Linked DNA regions of Bos taurus: region 1 is linked to region 2. The links are chromatin contacts, called in public Hi-C maps. All regions are on one chromosome and are shown on one strand. Each heading gives the region's core, a stretch centred on a gene start, on an enhancer-like site or on the middle of the called end of the contact. The rest is flanking DNA. Distances are from core to core; before and after follow the strand shown.

What was found. Hi-C and Micro-C count contacts between places; a contact is called where the count stands out from the background.
Region 1: a contact with region 2 is called in a Hi-C map of liver, with 2.6 times the contacts expected there. The contact joins two enhancer-like sites. A contact is called at or near these places in 2 of 11 Hi-C or Micro-C datasets (liver and skeletal muscle).

The regions. Positions count from the first base shown.
Region 1 is chr1:95,654,540-95,658,831 of ARS-UCD2.0, forward strand. No RefSeq gene overlaps it. Among named protein-coding and RNA genes, the nearest start is that of TMEM212, 6.2 kb to the left of the region's middle. Within about 2 kb of position 1,677, at least 38 of the 102 cell types and tissues checked have an H3K27ac peak or open chromatin away from gene starts, as enhancers often do. A contact at or near this core is called in liver, where this site is marked.
Region 2 is chr1:95,316,647-95,320,691 of ARS-UCD2.0, forward strand. The region is part of intron 2 of FNDC3B (fibronectin type III domain containing 3B); the gene reads right to left. Among named protein-coding and RNA genes, the nearest start is that of FNDC3B, 88 kb to the right of the region's middle. Within about 2 kb of position 1,990, at least 18 of the 102 cell types and tissues checked have an H3K27ac peak or open chromatin away from gene starts, as enhancers often do. A contact at or near this core is called in liver, where this site is marked.

The sequences.
Region 1 (4,292 bases), core at 427-2,926, 340 kb after region 2:
TGTGGTATACATATACAATGGGATATTACTCAGCCATAGAGAAGAATGAAGTAATGCCATTTGCAGCAACATGCGTGGACCTAGAGATTATCATACTAACTGAAGAAAATGGGAAAGAGAAAGACAAATACCATATGATGTCACTTATATGTGGAATCTCAAATACAGTACAAGTAAATATATCTATGAAACAGACACAAAGACGTAAAGAACAGACTTGTAGTTGTTAAGGAGGGGATGCAGGAGGGAAAGATTTGGGAGCTTGCAATTAGCAGATGTAAACTATTATATAAAGTATGTGTAAATAACAAGGCCCTACTGTATAGCTCAGGGAACTATATTCAATATCCTCTGATAAACTATAATGGAAAAAATTTATATATATAACTGAATCACTTTGCTATTATATAGCAGAAATTAACATAACATTGTAAATCAGCCATATTTCAATAAAATTTTTAAAAAAGACCTGAGTTCCATACTGAGGATTCCATCTGATATATACAGAAGAATGAAAAAATTAGAAAATTAATACTCTTCTAACCTCAGTGCAGCAACTGATTAAAGCACAGCAGATACCTATACATGATCACCTGTGTATCGTTTTTAGGAAAAATGTGTAGTTTGAATCTAATCATAAGGAAACAATCAAACTCAGATTACTGGGACATTTTACAAAGCAGTACCCTTGGCACTTCAAAATTGTCTGTATCATGAAAGATTACTGGTACAATTGGGGAAATTTAAATATGGAATTTCTATTAGATAACACTAGTGCCTCAGTGTTAAGTGTCTTGGGAGTATGAATGACATTATGGTTATGTAAGAGAAGGTTCTATTGGTGAATTGGGTATGTTAGTGTTTTTCATGCTTTCTTCTAGCTTTTCTGTAGGTTCGAAAATTTCAAATTAAAAGGTAGGAGAACAAAAAGGGGAAAACAAAGATTATAGCTTTAGTAACTTGCAAAAAATGAAAGGCCTAACTTTTGCCCAGACATACAGGAATGCTGTTCAATAATCTCTGAGAATATTGATAAATGTAGATCACAGGGTAAGGAGTGTAAGACAGAAACTGCTTTGACCTCTTCGGTACCAAGATGAACCTGTCTTCCTAGCATAGGAATGATGGACACATGTATTTGGTTATACCATGAAGACACAGCATTCATGTAGACACTTTAATGGGCATCTTTAATATATTTTTTGGTCTTTCCAAATATTACAGGTCCTTAATTGGATTAAAAAACGTTCCAGTGCTCATTCATAATGCGCACTTCCCTCAGCTTTTTACTAGCTATTCAGCTTCAACTTTGAGTGAACCCTCCCTTCTCATAATGGCTTGGGGTTTAAGGAGAGCAAAGTTCAATTTTTATCATCCCTAACTGGGAATTGTCAAATTTAAAGACTTTCAATCTGCAAGATGTTTGGACCTAAAAAGAGATTTGTGCCTCAACTTGTACTTACCTAATTCCGATTTTATCTGCCTCTTGTATATCTGACCCTCAAATGTGTTTTGAAATCATCTGGAATTTATCAGAATTTTCCCCTGTTTTCACAAAGAAAAACAACTTAAGTGTGTCACCGGCAAACTTGTGCAGCTCACTGTTGGTTGGCTTTCCCCAGCCCTGCAGCTGGAAGGAAATGCTCTTATTGGCAGACTTGACGCGCCAGGCAGCCTCCCACAGGCTACTGTGGAGATGTCTGTCTTTTCAGAGCCGCTGCTCCTATCTTGTTTTATCCTGGACGTAGAGGAGTCACAGACAGAACTGATTATGACAGTGGCGGTGATTGATGGGTGCTTTGGCCACCAAGGAGAGGGGAAGAAACTAAGAAAACAGGAAGAGAGAAAGTGGTGGAGGTGTCTGGGGAAGAGAGGTGGAGAAAAGATGGAGAGGAGAGAAGGACAACAAGAGAGGAGTCAGAACATAGAGGAAAACATTCCTGAGGCCAAAAACAGCTTCTTGCGTCACTCACAGATCCAGAGCCTGGGTCTGCAGAGTTGATTCCGGGACAGAGGAGCGATGGGAGCCATGGGCTGTCCGTGTACATTTGACAAAAGTTGTTTGTAGGGACAAAAGGGAAATAAATTGAGGGAAAGGGCAAAAAAAAAAAAAAAAAAGAGTGAGAAAGGAACTGCTCTAAGTATCCTGAAATGTTTTCAGATGATGTTTGTTTTTAAAGTTGCTATTAGGGACAAACCTTTAAGTCCTTTTAAATGGGAGATTTATATTCATTTAGGTCCTTCTCTCGGAGAAGGCAATGGCACCCCACTCCAGTACTCTTGCCTGGAAAATCCCATGGATGGAGGAGCCTGGAAGGCTGCAGTCCATGGGGTCGCTGAGGGTCGGACATTACTGAGCGACTTCACTTTCACTTTTCACTTTCATACATTGGAGAAGGCAATGGCACCACACTCCAGTGTTCTTGCCTGGAGAATCCCAGGGGTGGGGGGAGCCTGGTGGGCTGCCATCTATGGGGTCGCACAGAGTCGGACACAACTGAAGTGACTTAGCAGCTTAGCAGGTCCTTCTCTTGGGATTTTTGAAAGAGGAAAGGACCAAATTTTTCAGTGAGAAACTCAACATACTTTTTGATCCAACTATACCTACGTATGTGAAAGGGGAAAGGGAGGGAAGAACAGGGAGGATGTGTTCACTAAAGCCCTCTAAGGGTATCTTCATTATTCCCACTTTGCAGATGGCAAAACTGAGGTTCTAGTGTTAAATAATGAAGCTTACCCAGCTAATTAATGTTGAATCCTGGTTTTGAACTTAGGAATACTTGACTCTGAAGTGTGTAATTTTCATTTTTCCCTAGTAGATCAGTATACAGGTGCACTCCAACTTTTAAAAGCACATATGTACATCTGAAAATTGAACTATGAGATACCCAAGTATATAGGGCTGGTCTGAAGCCAAGGACATAATAAGAATGGAGATGATGCTGCATATGTACAGAGGAGACATTATTAGAACTTCTGATTCTACTCCCAGTTACAAAAAAAAAAAAAAGAACTGAACAAAGAGAGTCCTTGCTATTTCTTTTTTTTTTATTAAACACTTAGAACAAAGAAGGAACTAAAATCAAATGTCCGTTTCTGTGTATTGATGTTAAAATCCCAGAATTCCTGTCTAGAGCATTGCTGTGGCTAGTTTTCCATCTTGCAGTGCTTCATGTGCGGATTCTGGCCCTTGATGTGGAGATGGCCTGGGATGGTTGCCGTATGGAATGTTCCTGAACATCTGCTCGAGGAGGTGTGGGCTTAAACAAATGAATATGATGAGAAGCAGTCTGGCAGAACAGACAGAGACCAGGGCTGTGTGACCTTGAGTAATTCAAAACCTCTTAATCTTGTTGTCCGTCTTGGTAACATGTGGTGGAGGTTAAGCTAGATAATTTCTAAGACTCCTTCCATAGCTAAGATTCCATAGCTTAAAATAAATCCCAAAGGAGCAAAAGTATGTATGTGACCAAAATCCCTGTCCCTGAGAAGTCTGTATCACTAAGAATGTTATCTCCTTGAGGACTGGGAACTTCCAGCTAGGTCCCCCTCTATCCATCTTACAAGCAGTGGGCATGTAATAAACACTGCATGCTGTGTATTGCCCAATTGGATTCTTGTTGGACAGATTTGACCTAGAGTTCTCCAAAGAGGCCCCACTTTGACCCTTGTGGCACACAAATAGCCAGTAACTGGGAGAAAACATCCACCAGCTGGACATTTAAAAACTCCAAGTAACAAACTGGTGATCTCAGCCCGGCTCTGGTGACTGTGTCATAAAATAATGACAACTTGTCAACAAACACAGCAGAGACTAAGGAGGGCAAGGATTGAGGGAACATATAACCTAATCACTCTTCTTTCCCAGATTCTTGAAAGGGGATGAAAAGCTGGGAGGGAACTGGTAACAGACATTCCAGGTATGGAGTTCCAGGTGTAGATAAATGCAGACATGAGAATCTATTAAGGATTTGGACGTGGCAGAGAACTTGAAAGCAAATCCCCATCCAAGAGTGACTAGATAGAATGAACCTCTTTAGGTTAGTTTCTTTTCTTTTTTGAAAGAGTATTACTTTGTAAAATCTTGGGTTGCGCTGGGTCTTCATTGCTGTTCCAGAGAGTGGGGGCTACTCTCTGGTTGCGGTGTGCGGGCTTCTCATTGCGGTGACTTCTCCTGTTGCAGAGCATGGGCTCTAGGTGCACGGGCTTCAGCAGTTGCAGCACACAGACTCCGCTGTTGCGGCTCCGGGCTTCCAGAGCACAGGCTCAGTAGTTGTGGCAGGAGGGCTTCC
Region 2 (4,045 bases), core at 740-3,239:
TTCCCTCATCACATCATAAAGAAATAGATGGCTGAATAATTTCTATATATTTTTCATATACAGCATACAAGAATATATAAACATTCTGATTTTACACTAAGATACTGGATAGTGACTCATTACCTTCATATTTAAAATAAAAATGCCAATTAAGGGCTGAACAAAATTTACTACCCACTTACCTATTAGCCACAATGTAATTCAATCTATTTATAGTAACTTCCAAAGAATTAAATATGGAACTTCTCTCTGAGATAAAAACAGATGTAGAAGGGCAAATTCCTTTACCTATAAAACACATTATCCTTCTGAAGTGATCTCAGCTTCCTAGTATTTAGATTTTAAGTAACTTTAAACACTTCTCCAAAATACACTACAAGAAATAAAGAAAAGATTGGCTGAAACTCTGCAAGGAGAATGATACTGGGCCTATTCTTCTAGATTCAATTCCAAGCTTCACCAGTTACTAGCTGTGTGATCCTATGCATATTAATTACTAAACTTCTCTCTATCCCTCAATTTCCTCATCTATAAAACAAAGAAGGTAACAGTACCAATCTCACAAGATTATCAGAGGACGGAGTGAGTGAGTGAGTGAGGGAGAGACATGAGGCATGTCTCAGAAGAACGCCTGGCAGCTTAGCTCCCCACGGATCAGCTGGGATCACCTCTATTACTCCAGAGCCACAGTAGCCACTTCCTCTCCAGCCCAACCATTCCTGTTACTCCTGTTATACTCCAGTTTTAACCAAATGAGGTAATTGACCCAGATTTTTCTGTGAGTACAGGAAATCACAAATAAAATTATACAGACAACAAAAACAAATACCAATATCCAGACAATAAAAATGATTAATACCTATCCGGTCAACAAAAATGGTTGTTAACACCATAGCTTGGGATGGGGTGATGAACCTCGTTTTAAGCTTTCTATCAGGTTAAGCCAAAAAATCATTTATTCCATCTAGGCAAATCAACACTGGTTTCTCATTGGCTAAGGGAAAGCAACATAGATTTATTGCTGTGTGGGAATCTATTTTTCCATTCATAAAAGCATAGTCCTTCCCATCAGTTACAAGAAACCCTCTGCATTTTCCCCACAATACTCAAGCAAAGTTGGCCCAGAGGTTTAACAGACACTTGATAAATAACTCAGGCTAAAATGGGTGTTTCCTATGAGTGCCGTGTACTCATTTAGTTTCATTACCAGACAATGTTGTTGGTTCTGTCCTTTCTCCACCCATCCAAGGTTTCTAGACAACAGGTAATTGCAAAGAAAGTCTAACCTTGTCCTGTGAGCTGTGTCCTCAAGTCACACAGCTAATACTAGAGCTTGCCAAAAAGCAGATTTCAGTACAGAAAATGACTCAATAAAGGGACCGAAATGGCAAAAAAAAAATCCCATTTTATTTTATAGAATAGGTTTGAAACTCTAAGAAGAGTTTATAAAGTAATTAAGACACATATATCAATTAATCTTTTCTTAAGGAATTATTCAAGTGGAATGAAACCCTATTACCCATTTAATAACATATTATGAATGTGTTATATGCTTTGGGAGGTAGGTGTGTGTAAAAGTGAACAGAAGTGAGCCACGAATTGGAAACTCAGTACTGAAAGTTTTATTTTGCTCAGGGGAAATCAGGAATATTCTCACAATTCTATTTACCAAGGCAGCCTGGTTTATTTATAAAACCTTGGCCACGAGTGGCCAGAATCAAGGCATTTCAATGGAGCTGTCTTTTACTTTCTTCCTTTTTTTCCTCTACCCCCCACCTCATTCTCCTTAAGAAGCATCTCCGGTGCATGCTTGGTTTCTAAAGGTCTGATGAGACTATGGATGCTCCGGTGAATACTTAAGTCTGAAAGAAATATTTCTCTTTCCCTCCTTTGAGTCAGAAAATTCTGAACACAAGAGGATCCATTCAAGGCATGATAGAGTGCCTCACAGAGGCAGCAATATGTTCACAGTTGGCAAACAGAGATCTGTTTGGACAGTGAGCACAGCCATCCACTCAGCAAACATCAGCTTCCCTATTAGTTCACAGCAGAAAGAACCAGACGCTGGCGGCCCTTCTTTCAGTCTCCAACACCACTTTGGGGCAAGCCTTCTAAACAAAATGCCTTTGTCCAACAGTTACAATTCAGTGAGTCCCAACGGCTTTCCTAGAAGCTATGTCTGTCTATTCACAATTGAATTTGGGCCCAAAAATCATTTCTAAAGGTCTAGAGGAAAAAAGTAATGGGGAAAAAAAATTTCCATTGAAAATAATAGACAAGGAGTGACTGAATGGCTTTATACAATCAGCTAGAACAGCAGCAGGAAAGGCATGAAGTGTGTGATGTATCTAAAGGGCTATCAATCCCCTCAAGGTGGTTTTGGGAAAACAATGTTTGCACTGAAACCTGGAAGGACACCAAGTATAACCTTTCAAAGGAAGTTAGAGAAGAGAGAGCAAATCAAACAGCAAGCTCCCTGTGGAGTGTGTGAATATGACACTCCTCTCCACAAGGCTTCAAAATAATATGCAAGTTAAATACTATCTTCAGAAAGACACTAAAACTGGTTAGGACATCTGGTTCTACCCAACCTTTCACTAAATTCTCAGTCATGAGTTTAAATTCACATATATACACACAAAAGGCAGAAAACAAATGCATGGCCTGTCTTGCTTTCTCCCACTGTAGGCATGAACTTGCTATATGAGTACTTGTTCCTACAGACCCACTAACACAATTCTGCCATTTTTCCTAGTATAAACATGAAATCAAATAAAAAATATGAGTATATTCACAGGAGAAGGTTAGGGGAAGAGAGGGCAGTGTCCTCCAGGATAGTACACTGTCCATAGCTGATAACACTAACATATTCTTATTACTAAGAATTCACTTGTTACCTTACCTCTTTTCACCAACATTATTTCTATATAGTTGGAAATGAATAAATCTGAGAACTTCCCATTTAACATACTTCTGACAGCAAAGACTCTTACATAGTAAAACTACTGCCAGCCCATAGTCAGGTTCTGTAGAGCCTAGAAGCTAAAAATGGTTTTCATATCTTTAAAGGTTGTAAAAGAAATAAAGAATATGCATCAAAGACCATATGTGTGCAAAGAAAAATATTTACTATCTTGTCCTTTACAGAAAAAGTCTGCCAACCCTGAAAACCAGTAAAAAGCCTCAAATAACTCCTGATTCTATTTAAGCCAAATCATGAATGTGGAGCCAACTTACGAGTATGCTTTCAAATAATCTCTTCCAGGAGTCAAAGACCAGACTCAGGAAGATGAAAATGACACAGTTGAGGACCAAAGGACCTCACCAGGACTCTGCTCATTCAACAACAAAGGGCTAATAAGACAATCCTAAGATCTAATAATAAGACAAACTCTTTATCCTCTGGGAAGATACCTTAAAAATTGTTCAACTTGGAAGAATTCCTGAATAACACTGGCCCTTACCAGAAGCTGTTAGTTGGATCAAGTGAGTCCAAGAATACGCAAGTACCTACCAGAGGGTGGGAGAGATCTTTATTTGTTATCACATGGGGCATTCTGGTCTCCTTGTAGAATATGCCAAAGGAAATATGGACCAAGTAAAAGACAAAGCAAGGTGGAAGGAGTTACATATGAAACTCTTTCTTTTTCCTACAAGCACAAATTCAACCTCAGATAGCTATCTTTTTTAATGAATAAAGAAAAGAAGCTTTTTATGAAGGGAAGGCTCAGTCTAAATTTCTAACCTAGAAGCTGAAAAGCCATTAAAGAGGAGGGAAAAAACAGGTAATCTGAAATTCTGGATGTTGTAACTTCAAATTCCTTCCTCAAGCTGGCTGATTTAACTTCGTCTGGGCACCTGACAAATGTGAGTTGCCAGCTCAATTGCAATTCAGCTGCCTTTTAAGGAGAGTTAAGATCAAGTCTCACCCACTCCAGTGTTCTTGCCTGGAGAATCCCAGGGACCACGGAGCCTGGTGGGCTGCCATCTATGGGGTCGCACAGAGTCGGACACGACTGAAAGCGACTCAGCAGCAGCAGCAGCA